Regions from separate parts of the Sus scrofa genome. Here region 1 is linked to region 2. A link is a contact called in public HiChIP or PLAC-seq data. All regions are on one chromosome and are shown on one strand. The core of a region is the stretch at or near the end of the contact, and the rest is flanking DNA. Distances in the headings are between cores, read along the strand shown. Region 1 overlaps BPGM (bisphosphoglycerate mutase). Region 2 overlaps CALD1 (caldesmon).

Region 1 (3,313 bases), core at 547-3,046, 210 kb after region 2:
TCATCCCCACACTGCAATGATACACAAGATTACCATCCCAAACTAAACTAAAGCTGGCAGCAGAAGATAAATTCAGACCAGCAGCCAGCTATTTAGCTGGGAGATGACTGCCTTGGATTCTAAGCGCCCTCGGCCTCTGTCGGGTCAGCTCTGTGGGCTGGACACAGAGCAGCTGCCACATGCATCTCCTGGAGACGGCCAGAGTGGAATTCAAGAACACATGGTTTACAGCAGGTGAGCCCTAAGGATACAGAGAAACTGGAATCCTAATACATTGTAAAATTAAGAGTACAAAATCCTGTGGAATCTTTGGTAAACAGTCTGGCAAATCCTCAAACGGTTAAGCATAGAATTACCATGTGACACAGCAATTTCATTCCCAGGTGTATATCCAAGGGAAATGAAAACCTATGTCCACACAAAAACCTGTACACGAACCCTCATAGCAGCTTTATTCACATTAGACAAAAAAATGCAAACAGCCTAAATATCCATCAGTAGATGAACAGTTAAATTAAATGTGGTAGATCCAGACAATGGAGCATTATTTGGCAATGAAAAGGAAGGAAGTGCTGATACATGCTGAACAGTGATGACCCTTGAAAACATGCCAAGTGAAAGAAGCCAGTCACAGTGGAGTGCGAATCGTATGATTCCATTTAAACGAAATGTCCAGAATAGGCAAATCTCTAGTGACATAAATAGATCTGTGGCTGCAATGACAGCTAGGTACGGGGTTTCTTTTAAGGGTAATGCAAATGTTCTGAAATTGACTGTGATGCTAGATGGACAACTCTGTGAATATACAACTCGGGGAAAACACAACTCGGTGAAAAGACACCGAACTGTACACTTTAGATGAGTGAACTGCTGAGCCCCGGGAGCGTGGAAGGGAAGAGGAAGGGCAGCTGTGTGTCTCCTTCCCCTGCCTCTCCTCAAATGAAGGGTGGAGCTGGTACAAGGGAGGGTGTCCATTGCTGTTCAGCCTCAGAATAAAGGCACTGTTCACCGCTTCAGGTACAAATTCACTAATTAATTAAATGGGTGAACTGCATGGCATGGGAATTATATCTCAATAAAGCTGTTTAAAAACTACTAAACAGACCCAGAGAAGTTAAATAAAACTGTTCAAGTTGCAAGACCGTTAACGTAATAAAATTGGACTTTTTTTTTTTTTTTAAATTCTCAAATCCCAGGACTTCAACTCTGGTCATGGACTCAGCCATGGTTATTTCCACCAGAGCATAAGGAGAAAGGAGGATGTCTGTGTTCCTGCACCGCCCTTGTGAAGGGCTGGGTGCTAAATGGACATCAGTACCCAGAGTTCTCATGCTTTCAAGATTAGTAGGGAATGAGCAGATTTGTCTGATCCCCTTGCAACAGCTAATACACTGGGATCATGATGGGCCAAGCTTAGGGGTTGCAGTCTGGGACCTCAGGAAAGAGTTTCAGGTCTTTGGGCTAAGGGCATACATGAAATTCATCTGACCATGGCCTCAGATCTAACCAGTTCCAACAGATTTTTTTTTTTTTTTTTTTAAAGAAGCCCTCTGAGCTCATGCCTATGGCTTAGATAACAACCCACTTTTGTGTGGGCTCAAATCAAAGAGCCAACTAAACAAAGGCCATGAGAACTAAAATATTTCATCTATAAAGGAGAGCTCAACAAAAATAGAAATGTTTCCAATAAATAAAGTTGACATTCCATTTTAATGACTACTCAAGCCATTCACACAGCAGACTAATTACTTACAAATATTTAAAATATTTGGACTGGTTAATAATCAGTCAATGAGACTTAAGCGACTGACATTTTAAAATGGCAAATAAGGAAAAACCACAATGAAGCAATTACTCATTACTCAGTTTTAGCATGAGCCACATTCTTTGTCCTAGTGAGTTAAGCAAGCAGAACTCCTATGGCTAGAAAAATGCATCTGCACCGGATTAAATTAAACCGAATCAATACTATATTATGTAATATCATATTACAAGCTCTGTAACTGGAACATCATACAAAAGTTAAAATGAGTGGCCAGATAGCACATCCTCTGCCTGAAAACTGGCTTGGACTGCTTTACACAGCATCCAAGAGTGTTCTGAAGGAAAACATCTAAAATTGTGTCAATCCCTCTTTATCATTAGCCCCTCACCAACTCCCAACCATTGTCTTAAATTTTTTTTTTTGGCTGCGGCTGCAGCATATGGAAGTTTCCAGGCCAGGGATCGAATTTGAGCTGCAGCTGTGACTAATGCTACAGCGGAGGCTGCAGCAATTCGGATCCTTAACCCACCGCTTTGGGCTGGAAACAAACCCACACTGTTGCACAGACAACACCAGATCCTTAACCTGCTGCACCACAGCAGGAACTCCTGTCTTTAATTCTTGAATCTTCATTTTTAGGAGCATCTGAGAGTAAACTGCAATCCATTTAAATGATTGGGATATTTCAAGTAAGAAATAATGAGTATGGTGGTAAGTCAAAAGGAGTAACTCAAAGCCAAAGTGGGAAGAAATTCAAACAACTTCATTTTCTGCATATAGGACTGACTTCAGAAAGTCAAATCTGTACCTCGGATGATTCCCCTGAGTCACTGGGGCAGGAACAGGAACCACAGACCATAAGATCACTCTATTTATACCACGGCACTCCCGCTTTGCCTTCTCTCAGAGGTGGCTGTGCAGATGCTCACTTTGCTCACCAAGATTATAAGGGACCATACTTTATCCATCCTTGGGTCACACATGCTCTGGGAACAGGGCCTTACACACTGCAAGAATTTCATGTTTGTTGACCTGTAAGCAACTCTATCATGTATTGGCTGCTAGAATCCAGAATTTCTTTTTAACTTTATGACTTACATATTACAACTACATGTATTATATGAATCTAATTCTTACATATAAAGGCTACTAGGAATGAAGTGTTCACTGAAAACTCTAATGCACAAAGCGTACATGTGAAAGCAGTCGGAGTACTGCAGGGGTACAGTCCTGGCCGTATTTCAGAAGGACATCAAAATGGAGGCAAACACTCCTCAAAAGGAAGCCTTTGTGTGTCTGATTCTAGGTGCTGTATCCTGCACCAAGAACAGCACAACACCTGATTCAATGGACCCTTGGCACATAGGTGAAATGAATGAATTTGAACTCTCTGAGCTTTCGGATTAAGTCTAGTCCCTTGTTGTTGAATTCTTCATTAAAAACTGTGTTTCCGTTATTAGCTTACAAAGAAAAAAAAGAGGGTTGGTTGCAAAGAGAGGATGGAAAAAAGTCATTTGCATTTAGTATTCATAAAGTAAACAATTTCAA
Region 2 (3,671 bases), core at 831-3,330:
ACTTCCTGTGGCTGAGATAGAAATCCACTTATCTCTATTAGGGCCACAGGTATTAAGTCATCCTTCAATCTAGTCTTTTCTAGGCTAGACGCCAATGCCTATTTTCCATCCTTTTAATATCAGCCTGAAATATAACAACTCTTTAAATGGGAAACCAAAACTGGACATAACAAAGGCTTGACCAAGGCATGTGCCTGGCTGAGGTCCCAGTGCTGCCTGCCACATCCCTTTTAACACATCCTAGCATTGTTTTGCATTGATAATAGCATCTCTTATAGAGTTCATTCATTAATTTTTGTGCTAAATCCATGGTGTTTTTTTTTTTTATTCTTCTCTAGATTTATGGCTTCATCTATCTCCAGCATTTATCTGTTAAGCTATTTTTGTTCTTATTAATTGCCCCTGATATAAAGAACTTCATACTGTTTCCAGAGGCTCATTTTTCAACTCTTTCAGGATACTCTCCATTGCATTTTTCTTGCCCTCCTGCTTGAAACACAAAATCTGATTTCAAGAAAAGATCTTTCAGAGAAGGTCCAGCTACATTTTAATACCTGGGAATTCTAATCTATTTGAAGCAACATACAGTTTAAGGTCCTAGCTGCGCTCCGAGTGTGTTTATGCATTTGTGGGCTCCCATTACTAAGCTGTGAGCTCTTTGCCAAGGGGGACTGTGTCCTGCCCGTCTTTGCGACCCTCCCCTCACCCTAGTTAGCATGGCGTCTGCTGTAGACAGGACTTCTACAATATATGCTGCATAAGTGAATTAAGGCACATGGCTTCATAAAGAACAAATAATGGCCTTGACCAAGTTCATTTGTTTTTTCTGTGATTGAGTTGAAATGGGAGGATAATTGATGTGAATGGTAGCCTGGCCTCAAGTTCATTTGTGCCCACCACTGGAACTGAGATGCATGTGGGCATGTGTAACTGTGTGGTGAGGGCACCTAGGGAGCTGGTTCGCTTGGGGGTTTGAGGTTGTCTGGTTCGCTTGGGGGTTTGGGGTTGTCGCTTGGGGGTTTGGGGTTCCTAAGCTGTACCCTGTTGTCACATATCTGTGCCCTGAGGACAGGTGGGCTGCAGAGAAGCAGAAACTGCTTCCAGAAGGTATTTGCCAAGTCTAGGCCAAGCTTTGGTGGCTGGGTGACAAAGAGAAGCAGAGGAGAGGGTCTCTCTCCCTACTTCTGTAGGAGCACAGTGTGGTTCTGGAAGTCCAATGACTGAGAGGAGGGCAGGGCCCCTTTGGAAGCTTGGAAGTTTGTATCAAGGACACGAGACAACATCCTTGACATGGAGGGCCAGGGTCTCAGGTGGGCCCAGGGCAGGGGCAGAGAGGGGCCAGGGCCTCACTGGGGCAGGGGCCCAGTAGCAAGGAGTCATAGAAAGTTGAACATGGGGGCTAAGTGTACCATTCATGAGGTTTAATAAGCCAAACTTCCAGAAACAGAGGGATTTTTTTTTTTTTTTTTGGATGACGGGGTAGTAATCCTGCATAGGCAGGGAGTGCTAAGAATCACATTATCAGTAATGACATCCAGAGGCAGGTTCTGATCGACAATACATGAGTGACAGCTATAAGGTTTCTGTATGTTTTAAAAATTATACTTTATTCTAAAATCTTTTAGACAAACTAAAAAGAGTGAGAAACTAGAATGAGTGTCTCTGTGCTCACCTTTCAGCTAAAGAAAGAAAACTTTTAGTGTTAACTTCCTCCCTTTCTGCTGGAGGTAACTATTCTCCTGAGGATGTTTGTGTCCAATACACTTTCTTTGGATCTAATCCTCTGAACTATTTTTCCCCCCCTCTTCTCCCTCCAGTGCTGGCCCCACCCCACTGGGATCACCGTCAGTGCCACCCCAGCATGTATTTGGTTCTAGAATGAAACAGCCTGGGAGTGTGGGAGTAAGATGTCATCTTACTGTCTTGATACTTCTGTGTTTTCATTATGAAGTGCAGGTTCCCTGGTCATGATACTACCACTCAGTTTTTAAAAAAGGGCATTCTCTCCTTCCTAAGGCCAAACCCTGAGCCCCAGCATCGCCTTGCTCATGCTTCCCCTTGAGAAATCCTGACTTCCAGCTGTACCCCCTTGGCAATCTAACACTGGTCATAAAGGGACTTCTGTTCAGTGCAAAGATCATTGGCATTTGCTGCCGTTCGCCTGGTATTTCCTGAAACATTCTGCCTTCACCCAAGAACCTTATTCCTTCTCCTTTTCCCTGGAATGGCTTTTTAAATTCCTTTTGCATCTCTGAATTCTAATGATTCTTTAAGAACCAGTGTCTGGCTCCACCTCTATCAAGGCTTCCTGGTTTTGACTTTATTTCTTCGTAATTTATCATCTTAGGAGGAAAGATGAGAAAGCTGGAGACCAGTCTTGTCTGCATGCACTTGAGAAATAGTTGTGTTGTCATGTATGAGTCAGCCCTTCCGGCTAACTTGCTGTGAGGCTCCATTTCTGTTTCAACTCTTTTGTGACAACTATTTAGGTAGTCTCTAAGCTCTTTTTAAAATCTAGGGGTTTTAGCCACCTGAACTATTTTCTTTTCCTGGAGAGAAAAGTTTCTATCTTGAAAAGATCAGGCCTCCAACTCCCCTCTGCCCTCCAGCTTGAAACACATCTTTAAAACAGTTAAGACAATGCTTTGAAATAGCAGGGTTCTAGCCACAGTTTCTCGAATGAATGGTTGACGGTGCACAGCTATAAAACCCTGGTCCTGGTCTCGGTGAAAACAGTAATATATACCTTATATAATTTTAGGAAAGAAGTGTGTACATGAAAGATAGGACTTTTGCCCATAGGAAACTTAATCTAGCCCTTGGTGATATACTTTAGAACCTAGATTTCTTATACATAGATCCAATTAAACTGTGAATGAAGTTAAGAAACTATCACGGGGACTCTAAGGATATAATTCTAGTGCAGGGGGAAAGGTCGCATCTTCAAAAAGTCACATTTTCAAAGGAGGCGAGTTAGTTCACAAGCCACAGAATTCTCAGTGTGTATCACTCTTGTTCAAAGTATCTAAATATTTCCACGCCATAAATTTATTTTCTGGTGTCCACTTTATGCATCTGGATATTAAATTTACACACGGCTTTTACAGCTGGGATCAAATCCAGATTTTTTTTTTTCCAGTGATACCATATAAGGTCTAAAAAAATTCTGATATTTTGGGGGGAGGTCAGGCCTGGATTAAGGCATACATTTGTGTCTATTGCTAGAGAAAGAGTCCATTGTGTGCTTTAAATACTTTGGACATAGTGTTTATTGTTTTTATTATGTAAACGATACTTTGTTAGGCACTGTCCTATTTTGTGAGGATTAGGTCATGTGACTTAGGACATGATTATGATATCTATCTATAGGTAGAATGAGATGGATGGATATACAGTCTTAGGTGTCACTGTTCATGAGTACATACCTTTTCTCACCTGATTCCTAGTTGACAGACTTGTTTCCTGACACCCTTTTTTCCCTTTCACCTGATACAGGGTTAGACATATGGCAGATGCCAAACAAATACATGTCATTTGTTCTTTAGGTGAAAGAGGGACAGCAATGGAATATTGATGCTGCATCAAGAAGGCCTGTTGGCTGTTCCTCCCAGACACTCCGTGGAGTAACATTTTTTGGAGTGTTTCTGATGGTACAGGCTCTAGAAACCTGC

What was found. HiChIP or PLAC-seq counts read pairs in DNA pulled down with a chosen protein or histone mark.
Region 1: a contact with region 2 is called in an H3K27ac HiChIP or PLAC-seq map of alveolar macrophages. The contact joins two enhancer-like sites. A contact is called at or near these places in 1 of 47 Hi-C or Micro-C datasets (liver) and 2 of 2 datasets of contacts at active chromatin or transcription factors (alveolar macrophages and skeletal muscle).

The regions. Positions count from the first base shown.
Region 1 is chr18:14,560,010-14,563,322 of Sscrofa11.1, forward strand. All of the region lies in intron 2 of BPGM (bisphosphoglycerate mutase), which reads right to left. Among named protein-coding and RNA genes, the nearest start is that of BPGM, 32 kb to the right of the region's middle. Within about 2 kb of position 1,797, at least 9 of the 83 cell types and tissues checked have an H3K27ac peak or open chromatin away from gene starts, as enhancers often do. A contact at or near this core is called in alveolar macrophages, where this site is marked.
Region 2 is chr18:14,345,026-14,348,696 of Sscrofa11.1, forward strand. The region is part of intron 3 of CALD1 (caldesmon); the gene reads right to left. Among named protein-coding and RNA genes, the nearest start is that of AGBL3, 81 kb to the left of the region's middle. Within about 2 kb of position 2,081, at least 6 of the 83 cell types and tissues checked have an H3K27ac peak or open chromatin away from gene starts, as enhancers often do. A contact at or near this core is called in alveolar macrophages, where this site is marked.